Linked DNA regions of Danio rerio: region 1 is linked to region 2. The links are chromatin contacts, called in public Micro-C maps. All regions are on one chromosome and are shown on one strand. Each heading gives the region's core, a stretch centred on a gene start, on an enhancer-like site or on the middle of the called end of the contact. The rest is flanking DNA. Distances are from core to core; before and after follow the strand shown.

What was found. A called contact is a pair of places that touch in the nucleus more often than the background predicts.
Region 1: a contact with region 2 is called in a Micro-C map of caudal fin, with 9 times the contacts expected there. The contact joins the enhancer-like site here to the promoter of prkcbb in region 2. A contact is called at or near these places in 3 of 18 Hi-C or Micro-C datasets (caudal fin, embryo and an unstated tissue) and 1 of 4 datasets of contacts at active chromatin or transcription factors (caudal fin).

What each region holds. Positions count from the first base shown.
Region 1 is chr3:33,949,814-33,953,621 of GRCz12tu, reverse strand. All of the region lies in intron 3 of prkcbb (protein kinase C, beta b), which reads right to left. Among named protein-coding and RNA genes, the nearest start is that of prkcbb, 89 kb to the right of the region's middle. Within about 2 kb of position 1,356, at least 6 of the 62 cell types and tissues checked have an H3K27ac peak or open chromatin away from gene starts, as enhancers often do.
Region 2 is chr3:33,860,640-33,864,636 of GRCz12tu, reverse strand. prkcbb (protein kinase C, beta b) reads right to left here and starts at 2,356. Exons shown (of 17, transcript NM_200978.1): 1 at 2,043-2,356. The coding sequence starts at 2,212.

The DNA.
Region 1 (3,808 bases), core at 107-2,606, 90 kb before region 2:
ATGTCAGATAATTACTGAAGTTAAATGCAGGCTGACTGTATCTCAAAGTTCACTCACCACCTTTGATTATTCCAATATGATTTATGTATTTATTAGTTTAAGAATGACTTTGTAAGAGTTGTAAGGGTGACAAATAATAACTTGACTTCTAGTTAATCTTTTGGAAAAGTGGCAGAAGGTAGATTTTTCAGACAATTTATCTGTTGAAGGGCATCACAATCATCACAAATACTGCAGAAGACAGATTAGAACTCACATGGACCCAAGGTTCTCACAGAAATACATCAAGTTTGATGAAAGAAAAATCATGGTTTTGGGTTACATTCAGTATGGGAGAGTGCGATAGACCTGAAAAGTGGATGGCAACATCAACAGCCTGAGGTATTAAGACATTTGTGCAATAAACGTAATCTAGAGGCCTTTGCCTTTTATATAAGACAATTCTGAAACCAAATGATCAACTAGAACTTGGATAGGTGACAAGACTTTTGTCAGGTAGCTTATAGTAGTCAATAATTGAAGTGGATCAAAAACTTATATTAGTTGTCCTGCATTTTTTTTTTTTTGTTCCACTTCAAACAATTAAATTATTCAGTTACATTTTTCAGAAAATGTTTTTCATATTTTATTTGCTGTCAATCAGAAAACATGTTGAGGAACAAACAATGAACAAACTGTCCAAAATTTGTGGCTGATCAGAGTACGATGCAACCCTTACAGAAAATGACCTACATTTCAAATTTATTTTAAAGAATATTTACCCCATAGTGTAAATTTCGTAGTGTAGCTGTGTACTGTGACATTGGATCCAATAATGTAGTCAAAATCTTACCCACACATGCGCTCAAACACACAGTGTGCAGGTGTAGGGTTCTATGATCACATCCTGCCCTCTTCAAAAGCAGATGCACTCATTTTAGGTGCTTTGTTCATCAGTGAACCCTTATTACAATTAAAAGCGAGAGCACAGAAACTCCAGTCTATTCATAGACGTCAAAGGCTGAGCAGCAAAGCCAACCGTCTGAATCTGATCAAAACCCACTAATCACAATAGTAATGTTCCTTTGTGGACATCACAGTAGATCAACCTGACCACACTGACCTTCGCATTTATATAGAAGGCTTCTTGAGCAGCCAATCAGCATATTAGACTGTCCCCTGTGTTACTAAACTCTGGAATAAAGATACCTAAAAATCTAAATTAATAAATTAAATTATAAAACACACCAAAGTGAAATATTCTGCTTGTCAATGATTGTAGATCAGATTCAATACTGGCCATATTTATACAGTAACTGATTGTACTGTTCTACATGTCTTACAAAATATGTAAAATGAGTGAAAACCATAACCTCATGGACAATTCCCCTAAAATATTTAGATTAGTTCTCAACAAATAAGGATTTACATTTATTTTTAAATTGCACTACAACATCCGGAATATGAACAGAAGCTTCTTCAGAGAGGGAGTGGTGTGTTTGGATTGGCTGAAACTTTTCATGCAAGAAGCTCACAGTTCGGTCTGACAGATGCAGCAGTTTGGGGAAACATACAAATAAACCACAAAGCACTCACAGGAAACGACATGTGCTGCACAGGAAAGCTGCAGTTTCAGCTTCCATATTAACATTATATTTGACAGCTCAGTCTACTCGCTTATAGTCTGATCTTCTGCAAACACCTCTCTATAAACTCCTTCACTAAAGGGCTCAACATTCAGAAGTACTTTAACACACTATTCATTTCTGTCACTTTCTCTGTGCAGAACAAATACTCATAAAGGTCTCCAACTTGGTCAAATTCATTGTGTACTGTAACTATGTAACTATTGGCCACAAAAGTGTCAAAAGTAAACCTTCCGGATACCAGAATAGTTTGATAAAATCTGTCTTCTGATAAAATCAACTTTCCAGTTCAACCAATAGCGAGAGAGTACTAGTCCAGCAAGCAGGCTGAGCCAGAGAGTGTTTAGCCAATGCTATTTGTTAAAAGAAATTCAAGCACTTGCTAAAATGTGCAGACAACAACAGACGATGGTGTAAAACAATTACATGTTTAGGTTTTAGATGAGTTTCTAAACTTCGAGTTCTGAACATGTTTTTTTTGACACATTAACTCTTAATGTCAAGCCACATTTAAAGTAATAAACATGGTACAAACAGTGTGTTACATAGTAAAAGTGCAAGAATATGAATAATTGTAAAGCATGCACACATACATGTACATACATACAAGTAATGTATGTTGAAAGAGGTGTTTGTGAGGCCAGCAGGGGGTGCTCACCCTGTGGTGTGTGTGTGAGTTCAAATGCCCAAGTATCAGAGAGGGTTCTGAATGCAGACTTGGTGCAGTTGCAAGATGAGCTGCATGCAATGCTTTTTAATGTGCACACGTAACCCCACCCCTAACCCTACCCTTCATAGTGACGTCAGTAGCAACATTGAGTGCATCGTGTCTGACATTGCATGTCTGAGATATGCAGTCTCAGCTTGCAAATCCAAGTCTGCATCCCGATACTACTGGAGAATTGTGAATTGTGATCAATACTATTAATGAGCACTGTCTTTTGAATAAGGCGTTATACCATAGTCCAGACTTACTGTGGTCATGAAGGGTTAACTGGTCAAATTGCCTCCCTCAGTGCAAACCCATCATGGCCATCATCACAACCTCTCCTCTCCACCTGCATCTGGTGTGTGGTGAGTGCACTGGCACCGTTATCCTGTGGCTGCATTTGGTAGTAGAAGTGACTTATATGAAAGACAAAGGCCTCTAGATTACGCTTAATTTCCCAAAATAAAATATGACCATGCTTTGATTTTTAATTATTTAATTAGAACAGTAAGGTCTGACTTTGCTTAGACAAAAGTCTTTTCATGTAACAGAAATAATTTAGAGTTTAGAATACATGGCATACAAAGGGTTCTTGCAGGACTCTCAGAGTTCTGCCCCCCCAATCTCACCCTAGACGTGCTCAATAATGTTCATGTATGGTGTCTGGGCTAGCCAATCCTGGAGCACCTTGACCTTCTTTGCTTTCAGGAACTTTGATGTGGAGGCTGAAGTATGAGAAGAAGCGCTATCCTGCTGAAGAATTTGCCCTCTCCTAATGTAAAGGGCAGCACAAATGTCTTGATACCTCAGGCTGATGTTGCCATCCACTCTGCAGATCTCTCGCACACCCTATACTGATAAAACCATGATTTTTCCTTCACCAAACTTGACTAATTTCTGTGAGAATCTTGGGTCCATGTAGGTTCCAATAGGTCTTCTGTATTTGTGATGATTGTGATGCAGTTCAACAGATGACTTATCAGAAAAATCGACCTTTTATAAATGATCAACTATAAGTCAAGTTATTATTTGTCGCCCTTACAACTAGGATCAACGATCAACGGCAAAACTGCTGTCTAAATGTACATTACTTTAAATATATTAGTATTAGAACAGTAAGATTTTTGATGCATTAATTTTCTTAAAGAGACCTGTTCTGCTCACGGAGCCAGCATTTATTTGAGGGGAACTGTTTGCTTTGTTATTTGTTTTGTTTTCTTTCTTTTGATTTACGGTATATTTGACACTTTTGCCTGTTTCACTCTATTTCTTGGAAAGTCCCTTAAGCATAGTAGCTTGTCTTTGTAAATAGTTCGTAAAAATTGTACAAATTATGTTGGGATAGTAAGTCTATAGACAGTTTATTTGTGAAAATGGTTTGATCTGTGTTTTTGTGTTACAGTAGGTAGTTTGGGTATTTTACTGTATTTTTCTTTCCTTTCTTTTGAAAAGGTAGATTAAAGGTTTACTGTCT
Region 2 (3,997 bases), core at 1,107-3,606:
TCCTTTGTTTAGTTAAATCATTGTTTCTCAAAATTAAGGGAGCTCTTACTAAAACCACATTTTGGGTATAGGCGAGTCAGCTGAGCCCTAAAAAAAGAAGATGCCCATTAAAGAAACTGCCTCTGTAGACAGAAGGTACATACATTGCTCAGCATATACAAGTACACCCCTTACAAATCTATCTTTTAAATTCATATTTTTTATAGGAAGCTATACAATACTATATTTGTGCATAAACATTAGATTAGTCATAACTGAAGACAAAACTAGATCTATTATCTAACAAAAAAAAGAAAAAAAAACAAAAAATGAAAATATTTGCTTAAAATTTTGTACTTTGCAATTTCTTTTTTCAACATTTCGCTTAAATTTAATTGTATTACATTTCTATTTTTAAAGATGTTTGGTGGCTAAAATATTATTTTAATAAATATCTATTTAAGAAATCAATTTTGTTCAAACGCACCAAAATTGCCTATATTCACTGAGAAATGGAAAAAAATATTCATTTTCAAAATGGGTGTACTCAATTATGCTGCACATTGTAGGTCTAAAGGCAAAGTGGACAGTTTTACACCTGAGCTGTAACAGGTCCACATCCATGGAAAGCCACTTTGACATTTAAGGCCTCAATACACTTTTAAATAAAATCTAAAAAATCTTTTTTAATATGTTGTCACACATTAAAAAGAAAAAGAAAGAAAAGAAAATCAGGTCAAAGCTAAGTTTGTTACAAGCTCATTTCATGAAACAGCTTGTCAAAAGTGAGCTTTCCAGAAACATTTACTTAAGCAAGTAAACACCTTCAAATTACCAATAATCTCTGATAATTATGTAATAGGTAGGTGAGGCTCTGAGGCTCTGTTTTCTTAGACTTGAATATCAACATTTCATTTTATTCAATTCAGTAAATATTAAAATCTAATCTAATCCAATCAATACTGACCGTTTTTTATGCAAGGTTTCTAAAACTCGGCCCAGGAGGTCCAGTGTGCTGCAGTTTTTAGCTCCAACTTGCCTCAACACACCTGCAAGGATGTTTCTAGAATGCCTAGTAAGAGCTTGATTAGCTAGGCAAAGTGTGTCTGATTGGGGTTGGAGCTAAAATCTGCAGGACACCGGACCTCCAGGACCGAGATTGAGAATCCCTGCAAAGCAACATTATTGTAAGTGCTATTGCAAGCGTGACATGACTGTTTAAAGGGATATTTCACTGAAAAACTATGCACTATTTGCTCACCCTCAAGAGGGTTCCAGACCTTTATCTTTATTCTGTTAAACGCACAATAAAATGTTCTGAAGAATGTTCGAAATTGGTAGCCATTGACATCCATTGTAAATCAATGACTACAGGTTTTAAACATTTTTATAAATATTTTCAAATATACTTTGTGTTCAAAAGAAAGAGGCTCAAACTAATTTGAAACAAATGGAGGACAAGTAAATTAATGATGACTGAATTTATGTTTTAGGGTGAACTATCGATTTATGTGTCAAATTTATCCAAATGTAAACATTGCTAAGTATAGACGCTTTCTTAGCTGTTGTTTTCTTTTGCAGCAGTAATTTTAGTTGCGTGTTCATCTTTTTTGCAAAAAAAATCCACAATATTCATCTAAATTCCACAGTCGGCTGTGCGAATTTCATTTAGATCTTCATATAAAATCTTAAATTAATTTTAATTTAGAAAAGTAACAAGGTAAGTCTATCAGGGCCTTCAATTAAAAATAAATGAATTACAATTTATTAATGGTGGATTTAACATACTTTTTAGAAGAGATTCAAGTACTCTTCATCACTATATAAAAAAGTTAACCATCAAAAAAGTTAAATAAAAAGACTAATAAGTGCATAACCTACTAAGAATATAGCAATAGGCCTATGCACAATGCATATTGTCATGAAAACGTTTAAATAATAGTCCCTAATACATTCATTAGCAGCACAAATCAAAACTAATATCACAAAAAAACGAATTAGCCTTCCTATCTCACTGTTTTAACAGCTTGCCATACACCTTGCAAAGCCCGCAAACTCCTTACCAGATAAAGTCCGTGCAGTGGCTGCAGAAAGTAGGCTGCTTGAAGAAGCGAGCGATAAACTTGTGGTTCTTGACTTCGTGAACGTTCTTCTGTCTCAGGGCGCCTTGCCGGGCAAAACCCCTCATGGGTGCGCTCCTCTCCTCTCCATCGCTGTTCGCCGGCTCTGCCATTCTAAAAGCGGGGAAAGTTTGCACGAGCCTGGACACTGGAGTGAGTTGCGCACATGTAACGCAAAAGCTTCAGACTGCGATCAACTCTCAGGCGCGATGCTTCGCTTCCTTCTCCGCCCAAGTGCCTTCACCGGTACACTCTCTCTCTCTCTTTTCACACACACACACACACATACCCAGACACACACTGACGCGCTGTTACAAGACTCCTCCCACCCTCCCACTCATTTACCTTTGGCGAGCAGAGCTGATTGATAGAGATTCTGTCAAACCTCTTACGCATTTACATTAAAATCCGCTCGACAGCATTACGAGAAGGAGACAGTGTGGAAACATTTACGAGCTGATGAATTATGAGGCTCGTGAACATTTATAATTGAAGGGAATCTGCCAATCATGCTGCCTTGTTGATACTGAATATGGAGTAGGTCGGATGAACGCCTATTTGGGTTCAAACTTAAAGGTGCAGTCGGTATTTATTTTTTGTAATTAAACTGTTCTACTCTTAAACAAAGCGTTTAGGTTTTAGAGATAACGTTATAAACATTTACTGCCATGAGAGATAAAGATAAGTGCTGGGGGAAAAAGGGTGATTTTATTCTGCATGGAGCGGGTCGCCCCCTCATGGGCATTTTACATGTTGACATCACATGACCGGTTGTACAAAACGCACCAAAACGGTACTTTAATTTGCATAGCTTGTAAGAAAAAATAAAAGGACATGAGTGAATATGAAAAATAATTCAGGTAACTAAAAGTCCTCGATCATTGATTAAACTGGCATGAGTACAAGCCAGTTACACATAAAACAGTGCACCCTAATAATCTAATTCATTTCAGAACTGCACATTCATTTGTGAGGACTAATATTAGTAAATCATGTTAAATCATTACCTTGCACAATAATATGATCTCATCTCTCAACTCTATTTTAACTGTTTTTCCGGGGCCGTGTTGCAGAGGCAGCAGTCTTAGGAGAGAACCCCATATTTCCTCCAGCTCCTCCGGGGAGATCTCGAGACATTCCCAGGCCAGCCAAGAGACAAAGTCCCTCCAGCGTGTCCTGGATCTTTCTCGAGGCCTCTTCACAGTGGGACTTGCCTGGAACACCTCTCTAGGTAGGCACCCAGTAGGCATCCGAAACAGATGCCCAAGCCACCTCAGCTGACTTCTCTCGATGTGAAGGAGCAGCGGCTCTACTCTGAGCTCCTCCCGGGTGACAGAGCTCCTCACCCAATCTATAAGGGTGCGCCCTTACATCCTGCATTGGAAACTCGTTTTGGCTGCTTGTGTCCGAGATCTTGTTCTTTCGGTCATGACCCAAAGCTCATGACCATAGGTGAGAGTAGAACGTAGATTGACCGGTAAATCGAGAGCTTTGCCTTTCGGCTCAGCTCCTTCTTTACCACAATAGACTGATATACTGACCCCATAACTGCTGTCGCTGCACCAATACACCTTTCAATCTCACATTCCATCCTTCCTTCACTTGTGAACAAAACCCCAAGATATTTGAACTCCTCCACCTGGGGTAAGGACTTTCCTCCAACCTGGAGAGTGCAAACCATCTTTTTCCGGAAGAGCATGATATGATCGTAAATTATCACTTATAATAACATATTTTTTCAAGCATATAACCTGGATTGGGCAAAAATACATTGAAATGTATTTTAAAATAAAATTCCAAATACCTTAATTTTAGGTGTATCAAAATAAACTATAAAATTCAAAATAAAATGCAGTATTTTTTTAAAAGTATTACAAATTACCTTTACAAAGGAGCAT